Linked DNA regions of Mus musculus: region 1 is linked to region 2. Evidence: chromatin contacts called from public HiChIP or PLAC-seq data. All regions are on one chromosome and are shown on one strand. The core of a region is the stretch at or near the end of the contact, and the rest is flanking DNA. Distances in the headings are between cores, read along the strand shown. Region 1 has its middle 30 kb from the start of Gm35855. Region 2 has its middle 6.7 kb from the start of Jchain.

What was found. HiChIP or PLAC-seq counts read pairs in DNA pulled down with a chosen protein or histone mark.
Region 1: an H3K27ac HiChIP or PLAC-seq map of large pre-B cells shows a contact between it and region 2, with 2.9 times the contacts expected there. The contact joins two enhancer-like sites.

What each region holds. Positions count from the first base shown.
Region 1 is chr5:89,254,040-89,258,304 of GRCm38.p6, reverse strand. No RefSeq gene overlaps it. Among named protein-coding and RNA genes, the nearest start is that of Gm35855, 30 kb to the right of the region's middle. Within about 2 kb of position 2,899, at least 10 of the 459 cell types and tissues checked have an H3K27ac peak or open chromatin away from gene starts, as enhancers often do.
Region 2 is chr5:88,532,707-88,536,424 of GRCm38.p6, reverse strand. No RefSeq gene overlaps it. Among named protein-coding and RNA genes, the nearest start is that of Jchain, 6.7 kb to the right of the region's middle. Within about 2 kb of position 1,299, at least 24 of the 459 cell types and tissues checked have an H3K27ac peak or open chromatin away from gene starts, as enhancers often do.

The DNA of each region.
Region 1 (4,265 bases), core at 1,650-4,149, 720 kb before region 2:
GCAAATGGAAGAGGCATGACCATGTCACCATTTGGCAGAAATGTGAAGGACCTGAAATGTGGCTGCCTCCCTCCCACATCCTGTATCAGTGGCCACGATCGGAAGAGTATTTTGCATATATCCTCTGACCCAAAGACCTCTGGGATCATAATTTAGATTTACTCATTTTCTGATATTCTATTAAAGGTATGGTGAGTCGTGTCTAAGAGTCCACAGGACCTCCTTCATGAGAGAGAGAAGGAGTAGTGGGCTTAATAAGTTGGGAGAACAAAGTAAACAAGGGGTAATGGCACCAGGCAACATGAGGAAGCTATGAAAGCAACCTAGCTTTAAGGTAGAGATCAGACTTGAGAGTAGGCCTTCCAATGTATTCTGTTTGAGAAGCAGATACCGTACTCCGTCTTCTCACCTGCTCCCTAAAGAAGAAACCGCTGACCTCCTTATCTTAAACAATACTCATCTCACCAACTTCAGCTTGCTTGTCCTCTCCTTAGCTTGGAGTTCACAAAGATGAATGAATCAGAAACCTGTGTTCCTCTATACCACCTGCATTGAATCTCAGCTTTCTTTCCCATTGCCTTACAAATCATGCATTACTGGGCAATTCATTTAATCTCTCCATGTTTTGTGAGGCATAATAATACTATTTCATGATGATGTCATGATAATCAAATGATTAATATGTGGAAAGTGCTCAGAAGAGAGCCTGGCACACACTAAATAGTATATAAGTCTGAGCTGCTATTCCTCATTGATTTGTTATTATTCTGGGATAGGAAGAGGGGCTCAAGGACTGTGAATGCTTGCTTTTCCTTTTTCAAGAGGTTACCTAATGCCTAGACATGTGTACACATGCACACACATGTGCGCTCTCTCTCTCTCTCTCTCTCTCTCTCTCTCTCTCTTTCTCGCGCACACGCGCGCGCGCACACACACACACACACTCCTGCCAATATTACACAGATTTCAGAATCAGAAGGAAAGAAAACTTAGGCACCTACATTATTAAGGATTCCATCTAATGAGATTAGTGGATTTTGATTGTTTTGGAGTCAGCCTTTAGTTTTATCATAATAGCTGTAGGCATATAACAGAAATTCTGTTACATTTGGCTTCTCCAATCTTGTATTTATTCATCCTTGCATTCTCTTTCTCTTCGTGGGCATTGATTGACACAGAAAAACACTGCATTTCCAGAAAGAAACTGCAGATGGTGGTCCCAGAGGCCAATGTCCTAGGTCCAGAAAGATTTTCAAAGAGAGGAAAATGCATTCCAGAGAGAGAGACCTTACCCAACATCAAGATTCTCTGCTCATTGCCTCGCTGCCATACATCTGTGTCCTGTAAACACCATTTATGTCCCTGATGTCCGAAGAGAGGCAGAACTGTTTTCCTCAGCGCTGGCCTGGGATAAATCTGTTTCCTTACACTAATTTCTGTCCCCCAGGTGGCTAGAATCATGAACTGTAGATTCAAGTAAAAGCCGTACAACGTTAGATTCCATGGTAGAAATACATTGTAAAGATGGACCAAACTATACTCAACTGAGGAGTCACCACTTGTGTGGAGTAGGGAGATAGATAAGCAGGACTCTTGCTACTGAGGTTATGCCAGTATTCACAGTTTGTTGACTGTGGTGGTGAAGAAACGCAAGTCAACAATATGGGTAGGGACTTCTCTCTTCAGTATAGATTATCCGTTCTTGAACCAAGTCTTTCCAGGGCTATGTGGTTTGGGATAATTTCTTAGACAATGCTGCTGTAAAATCTACTGGCCTAACTAGTGGTTAGTGTGCCATGTCATTTTCAGTGAACGCACGAGCATTATACAACCTATAGCAAAAAGCTAAGAGCATATTCCTAAATTACTGAAAGAAATGCATCCTAAGGCAATGTCTAGTAGACGTAATGGGCAGAAGTAATGATGTAACATAACGTAAACCAAAATTTACTTCATGCTAGAACATGTTTGCTACAATTACAATCTAAGACCACAATTTCCCTTATCCCCCAAACAATAATGAGACAAGCATGTATGGACAGACATGCTATAGGGCTAGAGGTAGGAGCTTAAACCTTCCCAGTGAGGCCCAGACTGAGGGGACAGTGCACTAATTAATCATTAAATACTCAGCTAACACACCTGGGACCATCGACCATGATACAGATCAACCTTCAACTGGTGACTAGATAATGAGAAGGTGGAGATGCTCAATGGAACTCTCTTTATCAGTAAAGAGAACTGAAGTCATGACATTTACAGGCAAATGGGAAATATTATGCTGAGTGAGGTAACTCAGACCCAGAAAGACAAACGTCATGTGATATCTCGTATTCCTGGACCCTAGCTCTGAATGTGTGAGTTTATAACCCAGAGAAAAACAGAAGCAGGAGAGCAAAAGGGGAAGACAGTGGTGAATGGGGGAAAAAGAGCTCTAGACAAGAGGCTCCCTCTTTGAAAGGGCAGCTGTGAAAAGCAGAGCAGGGAGACTTTAAGTGGGTAGGAGGTAGAGAGGGTAATCTGGAGGGAGAAGGGCAGAGAAGGAGTAGGTAACACTAGCGGTGAGTGAAGAGGCTATAGAGAAACATTTTATGTTTATTAAAAGTGTGTGTGTGTGTGTGTGTGTGTGTGTGTGTGTGTGTGTGTGTGTGTGTGTGGCCTAAGTCAAATTATCCCACACGAGGTGGTGATGACCTCACCAAGTGACAAAGCCTGTCTAACAAAAGCCCATTCCCGTCTAGAGGGTGTCAAAACCTGGCTAAGGATATTTTACAGTTTACAACATGCTGCTCCCACCATGGTCAACTCCCTGACATCTGCTCATCCTTGAGCTGTGCTGAAAAGCAGGTGGGCCTCTTGCTGCAGCAGGAAAGGGCTGTCCTCAAAGCTAAGTACAGTAACAAGGGCAGTTGCAAAGGCACCCAGCTGCAAAGGCACCCTGGCCATCTTCCTTCCTTTCGTCTCTCTTGAGGCTGCACTTTCCCAGAAGTCAGGGAGAGCAGCTCCTTTATGTCTAAGTTCTGCTAAGCACATAGCACAATGCATGTAAGTGCCCGATAGACAAGCACCGGACATGCATGTTTATCTATTTTTTGTGTGCACATGCATGTGGAGGGAAGGGCAGCTGAAGGAGTTGGTTCTCATCTTCCACCACACGGGTTGTGGGGATCAAACCCAGGTCATCAGCCTGGCAGCAAATGCCCTTACATGCTGAGGTATCTTGCTGCCTCCCCTGAATAACTGTTTTAAAATGTGTATGCAGCTTCTTTAGACTTATAGCTCGTTGTATGTCTTACCCTTTGCCACCTTTTTCTATGATATATAAAATTGTAAACTAATTCAAAAGATTCTTAACCATTACATTAAAACGTCACAATAAACTCTTGTCATGTATTGAGATTGCAGTAGTCCAGAAATACCAAGTCAGGACAGAGAAATTCCAGCTCTGTGTAGTCATATCAGTGGGATGTGAAGACCTCTTGAAACACACCTTTTAACTTTCAAAATGGAGATTTCCTTAGCTTGCAAAAGCAAGGCAGTGAACAGATGTACTCTGGAACAACAAAATTTGATCAATATTGGTTAGAGAACAAAGGGACCCAGGCCTGAGTGATCTCCACATTTGGCCACTGCATATCAGTCACTAGTGACAGCAACGACAGCTCTCCTATGGCAGAGAAGAGCCGTACAGATTTCCGTTACGCATGCTTCCACGAAAATAGATTAATTCTTAGTCATCAGAATCTGATTTGGGCTCCAGCATAGCAGGCTAATTTTCAGCCTATGGGAATAAAGTCATGGTAATTTTCCCAATCATTTAATGAAAAAAAGAAACCAGCAAAGATAGAATCAAAACACAGCAATAAAAGGCTACCAAGGTCAAACACCCCATGCCCCTGGAGCCCTGTCACCACCATCTGAGTAGTGGCTATCTTCATAAGGTATAATTTCCCTTGTAAATAGGAGAGGGTGTTCTCAAAGACCATAGATTATTTTTGAGAAAACATGACTAGGACAAGGCTAATGGAACCTCTGTTTTCATTGCAGTTTAGCTGTTTCGGAGGCTACAGTTGCCCATCATGGGAAGCATCAGTCCTGGATTCTACTTACGACCCAAACATAAAGGATGCTCAACAAATGTTCTTAGGAATGAATCTCCACTACAGTGGTTGTGCCGTGGTCATAACTAAAACAGCTCAAACACATGTGTTCATTGACTGCAGAGGTCCCTTTAGGAGAGATTTTTGCTAGTAACTGAGCATAAA
Region 2 (3,718 bases), core at 50-2,549:
CTTCCTTTCTTTCTTTCCCTCCCTCCCTCCCTCCCTCCCTCCCTCCCTCCCTTCTTTCCTTCCTTCTTTCTTTCCTTCCTTCCTTCCTTCCTTCCTTCCTTCCTTCCTTCCTTCCTTCCTTCCTTTCTTTCTTTCTTTCTTCCTTTCTTTCTTTCTTCTTTTTTATTTGGTTTTTCGAGACAGGGTTTCTCTGTATAGCCCTGGCTGTCCAGGAACTCACTTTGTAGACCAGGCTGGCCTCGAACTCAGAAATCCACCTGCCTCTGCCTCCCGAGGGCTGGGATTAAAGGCGTGTGCCACCACGCCTGGCTCCTCTCTCACTTTTTTACTCTCTGTAGAGCAGTGGTTCTTTAATATAGCCTAATGCTGCAACCTTTAGTTCCTCATGTTGTGGTGACCCTCAACCATAAAATTATTCTTATTGCTACTTCATAAGTGGAATTTTGCTACTGTTATGAATTGTAATGTAAATATCTTTTATGCAGGATATCTATATGTGACTACTGGACATGACCTACAGGTTGAGAACTGCTGTTCTAGGTCTCACACTAACTGATACTAGCCTGGGATTTACTATGTAGCCCAGGCTGTGTTCAAACTCCTGTCGATGTTCCTGCTTCAGTCTTCTGAGCACCAGAATTATAGAAATGAGTCTTGCTCTTTAATCTAACAAATCTACTGTATATGTATATGCATGTGCTTGTATGGGCTCATATGTGTGTGTGTGTACATGTGTATGCATGTGTGTGTGGTGTATATGTGCATGTGTGTGTGGAATGTGTGCATATACACAAATGTGTGCTTATGTGTGTATGTGCTTATGTGTGTGTTGGTGGTGCACACTCATTGAACTATATCCCCAGCCCTGTGGTGCCCATTTGGTTTCTCTTCATATTCTTTTTTTAAGTGCCATTTGAAACTGCTCTTTAAAAACCCCACTGTGCTTCAAGGAAGCATTCATTTAGTGTAAGAGAGAAATTATATACATATGAAGAAAATGACTTTAAAAAGGTGAAGGAATGTGTTAATTTATATAAGGTAATGTGGGGACACAAGTGGAGTTTATTGCAATCTATTTTAATAGTAAAGGGTGACTTGAATTAAGTTGTGACTTGCTAAGATTAAATTAAAATACTTTATGATTTTTGATAAGGATTGTGTGGTAAACGGTTAAATTTTTGGTAAGGAAATGACAGAATAAAAGAATTGTAAAACAGGAAACAGCAAATAGTATATCACAGGAAAGGAAAGACTCCATATTTGCCTGTAGCAGCAGCCTCCTCCCCAAATAGATGATACATTTCCTTAAAGCACAGCTAGACCAGAGTACTGGGGCTGACGGACCAAAAACGGGGTTTGAAGGATTCTCTTGGGACCATGTTTGTTACCATGTCAACAGAAAAATGACCATGAACTCTAAGCTTATTTTTTTTTTCCCAATGAAGTTTGGAAGTAGACCACTTGTCGATTAGGACCTGTGGGTAATGGTTAGCTTTGGGTTCTGCCAGTCAGCCAACAGGCAGATCCCAATAGCAATTCTATGAAAAGCCACTGCAGGTGCAAGTTTATTTAAAAACAGACCACAGCCCAGGTGCAATTCTCCTTATAAACATTTTAACCACAAGCCTGCCCTAAGAGTCTGTGTGGAAAGGTATTTTGAAAAAAAAATGAAGTTTAGCTTTTTTCTTGTCTTAAATTTTTGATTTTTAGAAACATTTTGTAATAAGGTTTCTCCCTATGTTTTGAGTTCTTTTTAGATTTAAGATTTTGCTGTCTGATACCCAAATAGAAATTTGACAAGTACTGTGATTGGCTAAATACCAATAATGAAATTTCTGTATGCAAAAGCCAAAATATTTAGGGCTAAAATGCTAATTAGAAGAGATTTCTCCATACAGATGTGGAAAAAATGAGTTTATAAGATTTTTGGGACGTTGGGAGGTAAAATGAACTGAAAGTTAGTCCCTGGTTCCTTCCACTTTTGTCTTTAGAATCACTGAGACTGATTCTAAAATTCAAATTAGAGTCTAGTGTGTGCACCATACACCATGATTCCAGTAATTCAGAGTTGGAGGCAAGGAAATCAGGAGTTCAGGGCTAGCCTCATCTCCATTGCATGTTTGAGGCTATCCTGGGTTACATGAAACCCTGTGCCAACAAAGGAGGAAACAAACAAAAATCCAAAATAGATTATATTTTTTATGTATTTCTTTTTGTTTTGTGATTTTCTTTTTTTGAGACAGAATATCATGTGACCTTAGTTACTATGTAGCTGAAAAATGACCTCAAACTTGGTATCTTTGTACCTCTATCTCACAAAGTGTTAGGATTATAGGCATGAGCCACTGTGCCAAGAAAAACATGTAAAATTTAAATAGGAAAAAAATTTCTCTTGGACTAGTGAGATGGCTTAATGTGTAGAGAAACTTATGGCAGAAGCCTAACCTCCAGGTTAGTGGAAGGACAGTACTGACCCCCAAATGTTGTCTTCTAACCTCCACATATGCACTGGGCATACATGGCTGCACTCACACAATTATACACACACACAGTAATAATATTAATAATAGTAAAGAAAATGATTGTTACACATTTCTCTTATAAGGAAGCATATAATGTCATTTACATTTTCCTCCTCACTCTGCTGCATGTAGGGGGTTTTCTTCCTTGTTCCATGACCTGTGCAGACATGTCTTCCCCATCTAATTCCATTCACTTGATGTTTCTTTTATTGCAGTAGTATTTTTTTATTTTGTTCCTGTGATAGGCAGAAAAATGACCCCTTCACAATGCCCATGCCTTGTGCAGGACAGATGATGTAATAGTTAAGAGTACTTGTTCTTGGAATTTGTGACTCTAGCTGTATATGTAGCAGAGGGTGGCCTAGTCGGTCATCAATGGGAGGAGAGGCCCTTGGTCCTGTGAAGGCTCTATGTGCCAGTATAGGGGAATGCCAAGACTATGAGTGGGAGCAGGTAGGCTGGGAAGCAGGGGTTGGGGGGAGGGGATAGGGGATTTTCAGAGGGGAAACTAGGAAATGGGGTAACAGAAATGCAAATAAAGAAAATATCTAATAATAATAACAAAAAAGAGTACTTGCTCTTGCAGGAAAGCCAGGCTCTATTTCCAACAACATCAAGTTATGGTTGCACCATTCATAACTCTGGTACCAGGGCATTCAGTGTCCGCCCCTGGTCCCAGTTTCTGATTTTGATGTTAAAGGGGGGGATGTTCTCAGGTTCTAGAATCTCAGAAAACTTGAAGCCAGCAGGGCAATGGGGAATAGGTTTTAACAAAAGCAAGAGATAAATTCTGCCAACAGTTTGAATGAATTTGAAAGTGGCTTATCTCTTAGTGTGTTGAGATAAGAGTCTGGGGACAAGGAATATAGCTTGGTGACAGACTGCTGTCAAGCACATGGGCCTCCAGTACACTGCCAGGGCAAAAATAACCAAGAATTCCCAAATCGACAGCTTAGGTTGACAGACACTTCAGACTAAGATGCAAACTTGGAGTGACCTGATTAGCCTGGCCTACCTATGGGTGTAACACAACTCCAGAAATCATCAATGGTGGTATTTGAAATCACTCTGTACGGTCATTTGTTATGAAGCTTCATCTTGTTTGTTCATGTTTCTGCCTGGATGTGCCTCCTCAAAGCCTTTCCCAAGAATACTCTCTGATGGAGGTGACCCCAGCCCTGCTTCACATGCTCGTC